Regions from separate parts of the Gossypium raimondii genome. Here region 2 is linked to region 1. The links are chromatin contacts, called in public Hi-C maps. All regions are on one chromosome and are shown on one strand. The core of a region is the stretch at or near the end of the contact, and the rest is flanking DNA. Distances in the headings are between cores, read along the strand shown.

Region 1 (6,297 bases), core at 315-2,814:
ATTCATAAGGGGGTCCACTTGGGGCTGTAAAAATGGTAGCCGATACCATGCCCATGATTGAAGGAGCATGCAACCGACAGTTTCAACTTTTTCTGGTTTTGTGGCCTAGTACATCTTTCGGTACAATGTCGCTAACACTATTGATCCGCAATTGAGTCATCTTGCTTCTTTCAAGTCGACTAATAATAGTAGCCACCTTAAATGTACCAAATTTTAAAATTTATCTAGAATAAGCAAACCCCCAATCAACCTCAAAATGGATGTTCGAGCGAATTGTTCTTGTTCAATGCCACTCAAGGAGGCGTCAATATGTTTGAAGTTCTCCTCCAAACATCCCATATCGATCTGGCAACCTTTAAACTTGTTTGACACTTTCCTTAGTAGTTGCTCGCATGTTGCGCTCTAATTGGCACTCACCACTGCCTTTGTAACGACTTCCCCATCTACCAGTAGATCGAGTTGTAAACCAACATCCTCGAGTGTAATTGTACACTCATTGCGAGGAAGATGGAATGTGTGTCTCTCGGGCCTCTATTTTTCCACCGAAGCACTTATAAGTGGGGGATCCAATTTAGTCCCCCCGAGCATGTGAGCCACGTACAAGAATCTCGAATCTTGCAAATGTCCATGAATGACAGCCGGTGCACTCACACATAAATTGTGTATGTATGTCTCCAAAATTTAATTTTTGGCTTGAGTATATAAACATAAAAAATTATAATATTAATAATATTAACAACATAATAATTAACTAATTAAAATTAAATAAATTAATAATATTTTCTTACCATTTGTAACTGGATGTCGGAGATGTGCTTGTTATCCAAACAAATAAGTTGATTTACCATTTTACAAATTAAAAGGAATAAAATAAAATCGAAGAGAATAGGATTGAGAGAAAGATTTAAAATGAAATTATTAAGAGAATATATTTGAATGGAAAAGAATGAAGTTTAGAGGAATTTATATAGAAAAAAGAATATGACTGTTGGGGGATGTAACCGTTGAAATTAGGATTGTTGGGAGGAATGTTATCGCTACCTAAAAACGTACCCTATAAGACATATTTTCACTTTCTCTCTTAGAAAACGGTCTATTCCCATAAATAAATAACAACGACCTAAATTCATAAATTTCGGTATATATATAAATTAGTGGGGAGTTATGTTTACTGTCAAATATGAGAAGAGGGGAAGCATGGGTAGCAAATAGCGATGCAGCCGTGCTATCAACTTCAAACTCATAGTTGAATTTTACATTTTACCCCAAGTACTAAGAAAGAGAGAAAATAACAAAATTGGGTGCGTTTGTGTTCTTTTTCCACAGCATGATGCAAAAGCTTTGGTCTGTAGCATTTTAGTAGCGCCCATGCCCATTTAATGAAATTTATTATTATTTAAAACCTAAGAATCTATATTTTACAGGGGCAGCACTTTTATTATTATTATTATTAATTCCTACAATTTGCTTTTGAGAAAAAAACCCCCCCATTAAATAAACAATTAAAGAAATAAATTGTTTAATAATTTTTCAACTTGTGTTTATAAAAAACAAGTCGTCTCTTCCTCCCTTTCTCTATCTAGTGTGGTTGGAGAACTTGAAAAGCAAACTACTGACGGTTAAGCCTAAAAAAACGCTCTCAAACACTGCTTCTGCCTCTCCTCTACCTTCCTTCACAACCTAACTCTTCCATTTATAAACTCTTAACATGATCCTCAACTTTGGTCAAGAACACCTGCTCTGAAACATACTCTGTTTTGACACAGAAATGAAAATGGTACAGAATGGTTTTGTTGGAGACAAAGAGACGGTTGCTTCTGCTGCTGGTGATGGTGGTGGTGGAGGGACGGTGGTTGTTGGAGTAAAGCTTGATTCACCAAGCAGAGAGCTTTTAACGTGGGCTTTGGTTAAGGTGGCTCAGCCTGGTGACTGTGTCATTGCTCTTCATGTTCTTGGTAACAATGGTCAGTAGATTTTTTTTTCCTGTTTCAGGGTTTAAATTTTCTTTTCTTTTGAAAATATTTCTGGGGCTTGATTTTTTGTCTGGTTTATTGAAGTGGGATTTGGATTTTGTGTGTGTGTAGAAATCGTGGATCGAGATGGAAAATCTTCACTTCTGTCGCTTGTCAAAGCGTTTGACTCTGTTCTTGCTGTTTATGAAGGATTCTGTAATTTGAAACAGGTTCGGTTTCATGATCTACTTTTTCTTTCTTTCTTTTTTTAAAATTTTTTTATAACAATTTACCTTCTTTTTTCCCTATGATAAATTTGTTAACCTCATTTTTCTTTCCTGTTTGGTCAATTGGAAAATGAAGGAAAATCAGAAATGGGAAAGTTGGTCTTTCCCTGCATGCTCAATTTAGCTATAGTTACACTTAGGATTGAAATAGCGGCCGCTATTTAGCAATAGCGCCACCACCAGCCACGGCGGCCGTGAATATAGATCACGTCCCGTATTGTGGTTCTAACAAATAAAAACAAGAGCACCCTAGGATCCTAGAATAATAAAGAAAATGGAGGTCAGGTGAAGGATTTCTAACATCGTTGATGAATAACTGATTCTCAAGATCTAAAAGAGAGGGAAAAGTTTGGTCGGTGAAGATGGGGAAAGTTCATAAATGAGTTAAAATATAGGGTGTTTATTAAAATAAGAACGCAACAGGCACAGTTCTGGGGAGAAAAAATGGGAAGGGATTAACATTTTAGTTAATGCATATTTATATTTACAATAATAAAAAAATATATTTTTTTAGGTTTTTAAAAAAATCATTATATTTTATATTTATCTTAATAACCTGTATATTGATACCTGATTTTAAATTTTAAATACAAATATGAATAAATATCATTATAAAAATATTAAATAAGACCATAAAATACCTCAAAAATCAAGAAAACAAAGAGTTTTTATAATCATGTTAGTGATTATTAAATTTAAAATAAATAAAAAAATTCACCAACACTACAGCAATGACCGAAAATGTGAGCGCTACCGCCGCCACCTGCCACCGCTATCGGAAAGAAAACGATTGTGAATATAAATCACAACAATTGATAGCGGCAATAACGTCCCACTATTTCCATTTTTAAGCTTTCATAACGTTAAAGGTGAAGATAGACAGCAGGCCGGTGCTAGAGAAAGAGAGAAGCAGGAAGAAGATAGTAAAAGTCAAAAAGAGATGAATTAAAAAATAAAAGAAATTCACGATTAGACTTGCAACCTGATTAGACTGCTAACAACAATTGATTAAGCATTTCACGTATCAAATTTAAGGCTTAGAAAAAAGATATAAATCGGTTTTGGGTAATTATGTTGCAGGTGGATCTCAAACTTAAGATATGCAGAGGTTCTTCAATTCGCAAAATTTTAGTGAGAGAAGCAAAATCTTATTCTGCAACTAAGCTTATAGTTGGAACCGCCGCCAAACTCCATAAAATCCGGTCATCGACATCGGTAGCCAAGTACTGTGCTAAGAAACTATCCAACAACTGTTCTGTTCTTGCTGTTAATAATGGGAAAGTGGTGTTCCACAGGGAGGGTTCTCCAGGGACCACTTTTGGGGCAAAAGGTAAAGATTTTGTTTTGGTTGGTCATCCAGTTCTTGGATGTCATGTAAGATTTTCGTGTATTTTAAGGAATTTCTTCTTTGTTCCTCCAGGAAATGAAGATCATAAACGAAATAGCTTGCTTAATGCGCTTCACCGAACCATAACATTGAACAAGAATTCCAAAGTACTAAGTGAAGGGATTGCCAATGCCGAGGCCAATCTGGTTTCCTATGAGACCAAGGACAAGAGATTCGAGCAGGCCTTAATCAAAGCCGGTTCGGGCAACTTTGAGAGTGATGGAAAGGAAAATTGCTCGGTTTGTGGATCTGGAAATAAGTTATTGCTGCATGATTCTTGTCACCAATCTGCAAACTGCGGTGATGATGATAATGATAGAGAGAAATCCTTGGCTATAGTGCCTGTTAAAAGAACTGAGGCTGCATCTGGTTCGATTTCTATGTTGATCAAACAGTTGCCTGAAATTAGACCTGGTTGGCCTTTACTTCGCCGTGCGGTTTTATCGGATAGACGACATCAAGTTCCTGACCGATCTTCGTCGAGGCAGATTTCTGTGGTTCAGTGGGTGATGCGGTTGCCCTCTAGGCGTACTCTTTTGTTAACAAATTCAGACAAGAAACAAGACTGTGATCAAACCGAATTTAAGGCCTCTAATTTTGATGGAGAAAGCGGCGCAATCGTTCCGGTTAGTAATGAAAATGCCATTGCTCCACTTTCTCCTGATGACAACTTAATAAACCTGCCAAAAGAATTAGAAGGTCTTCATGAGAAATACTCTGCAACTTGCAGATTATTTAAGTACCAAGAACTGGTTTCGGCTACATCGAATTTCTTGGCTGGTTTGTTTCAAACTCATCATTCCTCTTTGCAACACCCTCCTTTGGGAACCAATTGACTTGAACTTGCTTTTACTGGTTTGTGTTTTTGCAGAAAACTTGATTGGTAAAGGAGGCAGTAGTCAGGTTTACAAGGGTTGCCTTCGAGACGGCAAGGAACTCGCGGTGAAAATCCTAAAGCCTTCAGAAGAAGTATTGAAGGAGTTTGTTATGGAAATCGAGATCATTACTACATTACATCATAAGAACATTATATCCCTCTTGGGATTCTGCTATGAGGATAATAACCTTCTCTTGGTTTATGATTTCTTATCAAGAGGAAGCCTTGAAGAAAACCTTCATGGTAAGTAATCGATATGATTGTATGATTAATTAAGTCGCTTGATGTCGGGAAGTAGTTTCTAAAGTTGGTTATTGATAATTCAGGTAATAAGAAGGATCGTGGTGCATTTGGTTGGAGTGAAAGATATAAAGTGGCAATTGGGGTGGCTGAGGCCTTAGATTATCTGCATACTAACAGTGACCACCCTGTGATCCACAGGGATGTTAAATCTTCAAACATATTACTCTCTGATGATTTTGAGCCCCAGGTATCTTTCAGTTTTGTATTTTTTTTTTTTAAGAAACTGAAACGATGTTTGCATACATAAATTCCCATGTTTTGCTTCCCGATATATGCAGCTCTCGGATTTTGGACTTGCTAAATGGGCATCAACCTCTTCTTCGCATATAACCTGCACAGATGTTGCAGGGACCTTTGGGTATGTCATTTTCACTTGTAAATTATTTGGTTTCTAATTGTGTTCATTTATTTCAAGGGGTAAAATAAATAAAAAAAATGGAAAAAAAAAATCCCACATTGTTTCAGGTATTTGGCTCCTGAGTACTTCATGTATGGGAAAGTAAACGACAAGATTGATGTGTATGCATTTGGGGTGGTGTTGCTTGAGCTACTTTCTGGAAGAAAACCTATAAGCAATGACTGTCCAAAAGGCCAAGAGAGTTTGGTCATGTGGGTAAGTGGTCCTTTTTGCTCAATCCATGTGACTCGTATCACTCCATCTTTCAATTTCGTATCTAAAGTAAATTTGACCAATGTCCAGGCAAAGCCAATTTTAAGTGGTGGGAAGGTTTCCCAATTATTAGACCCAAGCTTGGCTGATGGCTATGATTGTGACCAGATGGAGAGGATGGTTCTCGCTGCCACCCTTTGTCTTAGACGTGCCCCACGTGCTAGACCGCAAATGGGCGTTGTAAGTCATCTTTCATCTTTTCTACTCTGGATTACTGGTTGTGAAAATGGATGATTAATAATTAAGTTTGTTTAATGTGATGGCCAAAGGTTGTGAAGCTCCTACAAGGTGATGCTGATGTGACTAAGTGGGCAAGACTGCAAGTGAATGCCTCCGAAGGATCCGATACATTGGATGATGAAGCTTGTCCTGGTCGCTCCAATCTTCAATCCCATCTTAGCCTCGCATTGCTTGATGTGGAGGAAGACTCGGTCTCCATGAGCAGCATCGAGCAACCTGTGTCGTTAGAGGACTACCTCAAGGGTCGATGGAGCCGTTCATCAAGCTTTGACTAACTTCATCACCGCCAAAGATAAGCTGCAAAATAAGCATTCTTCCATTTATGGATCTTTTCACCCATGTATATTCTTTCGGTTCCTTGTATTTCTTTTCAATGGCATTGCTCATTGCTTACGGTAGGTGTTGGATGAGAGGTTGTTTGCCTGGTGTGCCCTCCTCCTTCCCTTTCGATTTTCTTTTATGCTGTTCTGACTCTTTCATTTTTTCGTATCCGATACTTGTGCCAACTGTCAATCATATATTCGGGCATAGGTATGGAATGAAAGTATGGGTCGGATATATTTGTATCCGATGCTTATCCA
Region 2 (6,378 bases), core at 3,842-6,341, 190 kb before region 1:
ACCACATGGTCGTGTGTGTTTTTGCAGCCCGTGTGGCCCATATGGGCTAGCTTTTTGGGTCGTGTGGGCCATTTTGGCCAATTTTTGGGCTTGATTTGGGATCGTATGAGGGACTCGAAATTTGGGTCCGTAGGTATCGTAGGGGGCCGAAAAAGCGTAAGTTTTAATACGTTATAATATATGGATAAGCTTAGGAGGTATGTTAAGTAAGATATGTTAAACTATACCATGAGCTATGTTATGATCTGTATGAGAATATACAAGTATGCATGCCATGTGATATATGATATATTTATGTATGATTTATGACTATGATATGTATGTGTTTGGGGGTGGGCTATGATATGATGGAGGAAGTGCTATATGATAGTTTATTCTGCAATTATGGTGGCTAGACTGCAAATCTATGTATGACAGCTCAACTGCAAATATATGAGTGGTACATTGCCACATATTGGTGTGATTAGACGGATGGACTCTTGTAGTTCTATATGGTGTGATTGGCTAGACGAAGATGATGTGTAGCGGATGGGGATAGGACATGATATGATTATGATAAGATATACTATGTTATTATTCGATATGAAATGATTCGTTAAGATATGATAATATATGATCTGTATAAAATTTGATATGATAAGACATAATATGATTTATGCTTGTACTGAGATTATGGGTCAAATCACACATTGGGCTTAAAGCTCACGATTTGTTTGCTTCATTTCAGGTAATCCTCCGACTTAGGAATGGACGGCGGCTCTGGAGCTCGGGTTTCTTGATTTTGGTTTAAGCACTATGGACTTTTTATTTGTTTATTATGGACATTTTGGACATTTTGGACTTTATTGGGTTTTTACTTTTTTTGTTTGTTTTTTGACATTTTAATTTTTGTTTAGTTCGTTAGTACTATTTTGGTATTTATTACGCAAAAGCTTTAATGGTTTAAGGATGTTTAACGTATGATAACTAAAAATGAATCGTGGTTTTATAAACGACATGCTATATGGTTTTTCGTTGCAAGACTAATTGGAATTCTCTAAAATGTTTTAGGACGTAAATGTTTCATGTAAATTGGCTTTGATTTTAGTAATACAATTAAGCTGTGATTTTGGAAAATTACTATGATTTTCAAAGAGTTATTCTATTTGAATTTTCTTTCCGATGGAATGGGTTTTCATCAAAACAAAACATTTGTTTCTTTTGCTTGCATGATGTAGTCTCCATGATCCGACCATAATGTCTAGGCCGAGTATGGGGTGGTACAATTTACATGACAAAATACATCCCAGATCAACAACAATCATATTTAAACCCAAGCTTCAAATTGTATTGTTACGACTATGATTTTGGGACTGAATTATAGGTTATGGATGAGAAAATCGCTCAAGCTCATCAAAAGGAGTTTCAAACTTTAGGCTTGTCAAAGAAAGATCTAAATCTCTTTTAGGGTGTGTTTAGATGATGGGCTTAGAGGAGTTTCATTTGTATCAAGGTTTTCAAAATTCTAAAAATAAATTTACTTGTTTAAATAAAATTATTTGTGTGGAATTTCAAGAGGGATTTCAATAGCTTAATTCCTTTTTCCAAATTGCACCTAAAGAGATGATTTTTCAAATTTCTTAATAATTTTGTTTTATTTAAACACATGGTCCTACTATAACCTAAAAATTTAAACTTCAAAAATTATTTTATTTAATTCTAATATATGATATTAATATTTTATTTTATAAAAATAGTTATGATTTTTACAAATATAATGATAACAATTATTTAAACCAAACAAAGCAATTACAATTGCTAGCTTTTTGAATTAATGAATTCTTTTTTTTTAACATATTCTTAAAAGGATTTTTTATTGTAAAAAATTATTATTCCATATGTCTTTTAAATAACGCCATGTTTGATTAAATAAATAGAGAATCTAGTCTAAGGAGCTTTAATTAGAGAATGGAAATTAATTTGCGTTTCCCCAAAAAGCATTCTTAACATGCATAGTGTTACATGCTAGCTTTGATGATCAATATGATAACTTTTCTTAATTCTTCCATTGTATAAACAATCATATCTTGAATATATAAAAGAATAAGTCAGTTTGAGATAATTACTGGGATATACATCTAATTGAAGCCAAAATAGAAACTTTTAAAGCATGATTCTATCTGAATATTATGTTTTGTTTGGAGAATAAATGAGTAGGTTCCATGGTTACTTTCTTAAGGTTGTATATGAATGAAACTTGAAAAATAATAAGAGTTGTCTGAAGATATGACAAGACTACAGCTTGCAACATATGTGAGGTAGAGGACATTGCTGTTTGATTATTTCTATTCCCTTTCCTGAAAACTATGCTTTTGGGAGTCTGCTTTTCTGTAAAAGAACCAGACATTCCTCCTATGATTTGGGTAACTTCTTCAGATAGCAGAAAGGGACAAGTCTGAATGCATGAGAAACAACCATATCAACCTTGGAATCAATCATAATACATTAAATCCTTCAACTCCACATTTATATCAACATCTCTTATTTTACCAAATTTACCAATTGAAAAAAAAAAAAGACCCTGGTGAAAAGCATAACAAGAAGCAAAAGTTACATACAGTTGCAATTTCCTTTTCCAACTCATTTTATGTATTATCAATTTACAGTACACCTGTAACCCACAAATCCTTAGTATCTCTTCAGCAAATTTCTGATATGAAGTGAGCCCCAAGTTTTTATTAATGTTTTCTTCTTCCTCCAGCCATTAAAATATTTTCCTATAACTTTTTTATAGGTAGGCCTTTGTTGCACCAAACCCCAGTAGTCTGCTATGTTTGGCCTGCAACTTATATACTCATCTTCCAAACCCAGAAGCACCAATCGAGCCAGCACGGGTACGAATGTCGCATCCGCCATCGTGAACTCATCCCCTACAATATATGTTGTGTCATTCAGCTTTCTTTCAACTTCATCAAGCAATTGGACCAAGCTTTCTGTGCTCCTTTTAACAAGATCAGCATTCTTCAGCTTCTCCTCGGTCTCGTATGCTTCTCTAAGCTTGCTGTGGTAAGCACTAGCAAGGTCTGGTGATTCGGCCATCCGAGCAATCACCACTTTCCTTATGAATTTAGAAACGTAGAGGCGGTGCTTGTCAGGAATGTGCAATAGGGTGAAGTACTTGGGGTTCCATTGTTGTATCTTTTGCATCCATTCAATTACTTCTTGGTTGCTAAAGGAATCATTACCAACTGAGACCACAGCAATTCTTTCAATGTACCTGCAATTATCTTTGCTAACTTTAGAATCTTCCCTTTAAGTAACAATGGTGGACTGACTGATTTCTGAAACATATTCGATCAGAATACTTCTTTTACATATGAAAAATGGGACACCTTTTCATCATAGAAATCTTAAAGGAGCAGATATGCTGTACTTTCCAATTACTTTTAAGGTTTAAAAGCAATTAGTAAGAGACATGACCTACATTACCTTGATTCGGGGTGAGTGTCAGATTCAGATATATGTCCAATAGGGACACAAGTTTTGGACACAAATATTTTACAAAAAAATGAAGAATCAGAGTAATATAGAACACCTTTGGTCCTCTTCAAGAACCCATTACCAAGTACCATAAAGACAATTCTAGTGGTTGTTGCAATGCAGATTTCGATTGTGAATGAAAGATAGAGAACATACAGGATAGTTTCAATAGTGTCGAAAATGATATGAGAACCGTTCTTGAAAACTGGGAGTTTGGCACTCGTATTCATCCTGAAGAAGGAAGAGTCCATGTTCTTGCCAAGAATAGGATTGACATGAAATGAGGTGTAATCAACGCCTTTCTCTTCCAAAGCAAGCCTCACCTTTTGGCTGTTCAATGAGCATGGATGATGATATAATTGCATGATTCAATTAACAATGTTTTGAAACATTAAAACACTGTTTTCACCAACTTTGAAACTCTTTATCACACCACAATCAAGAACAAGAATTGATGAGGTCTGCAAATCAAACAGTAACAAGAATGTCTGATCAGCAATTTCATCAAATTTAATAGAAAAGAACCTGAGAAAATCACAACAATTTAAAGCATTAATGATTCGATAAGACCAACAGTGGAATCCATGAACAGAAAAGAAAAGCAGCAATGGAAGGGCCACTCTGCATATATGTGTTAATTAGACTGAAAAAGAACAACAACAACAACAACAACAGTATGATCCTCAATTAGAACATTAAGGTTAAGTCATGTTGGTTAACCTTAAAAAATGCTAAGTTTATTCCCAGAATTCTTTAACAGAACAGTGAGCCACTGTCATGATTCCTATGAAGTACAGGGCAATTATAACTAGATTTCAGATTCAAAATCATGTATGTAAATGAATTTTCTTTGGAACTAAAGCAAGCTTATATAAAACTTAAGACCTAAAGAGACAACCTTAACACTTATGTAATGATTTTCCAAAACCTTATAACATCAATTCACCTCAAAATTGCAGAATCCTCAATCCAAAAAGAGAAATCATATGCATTGGAGGGCAAACTTTAAACAAACAAAAAAAAAAAACAACTCTAAAAACCCATTAAAGAAATAAACCAACAAGAAGACCATAATGTTTCATAAAAGCCAACAACAAAAATTCAATTCAATTCATGCAGACAATTAAATAAACTCCACAAATTGTTCAAAGCCAAGTGCGGGAAAGCAAAACTGTAGTTAACGAAAATTACAGTTCAGGAAGGGAAAATACATCATCATGGAAGTTACAAATTAAATTGAAGTATAAGTCTGGAAGCTTTTAAAACAACCAAAAAATCAAACAGAACATAACCAAGGAAACCTAACTGCTAAGATGTTGATACCAGTAGAAGTAAATCAGAATTTAAAAAAAAAAACCATGAAATTTAATGGGTTCAACTTAACAAACCAGAACAGTTTTCCCAGAAAAAAAACTTACCGAGATGAGAGTGGAAGCTTCAACAAGGGTCCTACAGTGTTTTTTTTTTTGGGTTGATGTGGGTTTATTATTATATACTGTATATTTAGAGAAATTGAAAAGGATCGAAAGATGAATAATTCATAGAAAGTGCGCTTTTACTTAAAAAGTTGTTTTTTTCTCTTTTATTGTGCATTATATAAGAATAAGGAGTTTCCAATTGGAAGGTGCAAAGCAAAAAGATAGGAACCCTGTTACACTGCCCCTCAAATTATGGGTGTTGAAACGATGGTTTTAATTAATCAATTAATATTTTTTAAATATATTAATTGAATTAAAATATTTCAATTAATTCAGTCGATTATTTGAATTAATCAAAATTTATATATTTATATATTTTTGTTTGAATAAGTATAGGTACATTTTCTTTTATTTAAAAGTTTAAAAGCTTTAAATGAGGTAAAAATAATAAATAAGACATTAAAACAACAAATATTTCGGTTAACAACCGAACACCACATAAGTTTTGAAAACAACAAATATTTCAATTAATTTTATTAATTAGCTAATTTCAAGCGAAATTAATCGATAATTAATTAACCAAATTAGATCGATTCGATTAGTTAATTTGAACACTCCTAGATCTAATACATGTAATTTCTTTTGTAAGTGCAAAATAGGAATGGTCCCAAAATCTAATTGGATTGGAGTATAAATTCTTTGCTATTTCATTTGTAATTAATGCACAAAATAGTTAATTTGATATGTCAAATCCGTTTGAATTTTATTAGATTTTCCTTTCAGAAATATTTTCAATATTAAATATAATATAAATAATTAAACACGAATTTGTTTCACAAGCTCTGTTAAGTAATGATTATTGTATTATTTAATGTTTTTATCATTTTATATTTTTATATTAAAATAGAAAACTATTATTGTATAATAGGATTTCAATATTTATAACTTTATTATTTAATCAAATCCTCATTTGTTATTTGTATTAATTCTTTTATAAATATTTTATTATATAATTATGATTTTCACCCATATCGTAAATGTACCATAATATAATATATTTATTAAAATTTATATAAAATAAAATAAAATTTGACTGAAATAGTAAAATTATATGTTTAAATACTATGATGATATGATGTAAAGTTCGAATCTATTTATATCTAAATTTTTATTAATTTTATATAAAAATATTAAAAATAAAAACACCCACACGACAATATAAGAAATTTTTAGTACATTTTCAATTTAATTAGAGCTTAATTGATGGGTGATACCAATTCAATCAAATACTTAAAATAATAAATAAATAATATAAATATTTTAATTTTATACTTTTATAATGAAATGACCAAAAATACATTTAAAAGTATAGAAAGCAAAAAAGGAGTAATTTGCTAAAAGGGAGCAAGTGAGGTTCATTTTCCCAAGGCAGCGCGTAGGC

What was found. Hi-C and Micro-C count contacts between places; a contact is called where the count stands out from the background.
Region 2: a Hi-C map of leaf shows a contact between it and region 1, with 2.2 times the contacts expected there. The contact joins the promoter of LOC105783996 here to the promoter of LOC105783032 in region 1. A contact is called at or near these places in 2 of 2 Hi-C or Micro-C datasets (both in leaf).

The regions. Positions count from the first base shown.
Region 1 is chr2:16,980,234-16,986,530 of ASM2569854v1, reverse strand. LOC105783032 (protein kinase STUNTED) reads left to right here and starts at 1,564. Exons shown (of 10, transcript XM_012608200.2): 1 at 1,564-1,964; 2 at 2,085-2,182; 3 at 3,320-3,569; 4 at 3,660-4,406; 5 at 4,498-4,746; 6 at 4,830-4,993; 7 at 5,085-5,164; 8 at 5,272-5,419; 9 at 5,507-5,656; 10 at 5,746-6,297. The coding sequence starts at 1,769. The coding sequence ends at 5,991.
Region 2 is chr2:17,177,315-17,183,692 of ASM2569854v1, reverse strand. LOC105783996 (glutathione S-transferase TCHQD) reads right to left here and starts at 5,091. Exons shown (of 3, transcript XM_012609731.2): 1 at 4,938-5,091; 2 at 3,676-3,980; 3 at 2,459-3,256. The coding sequence starts at 3,884. The coding sequence ends at 2,668.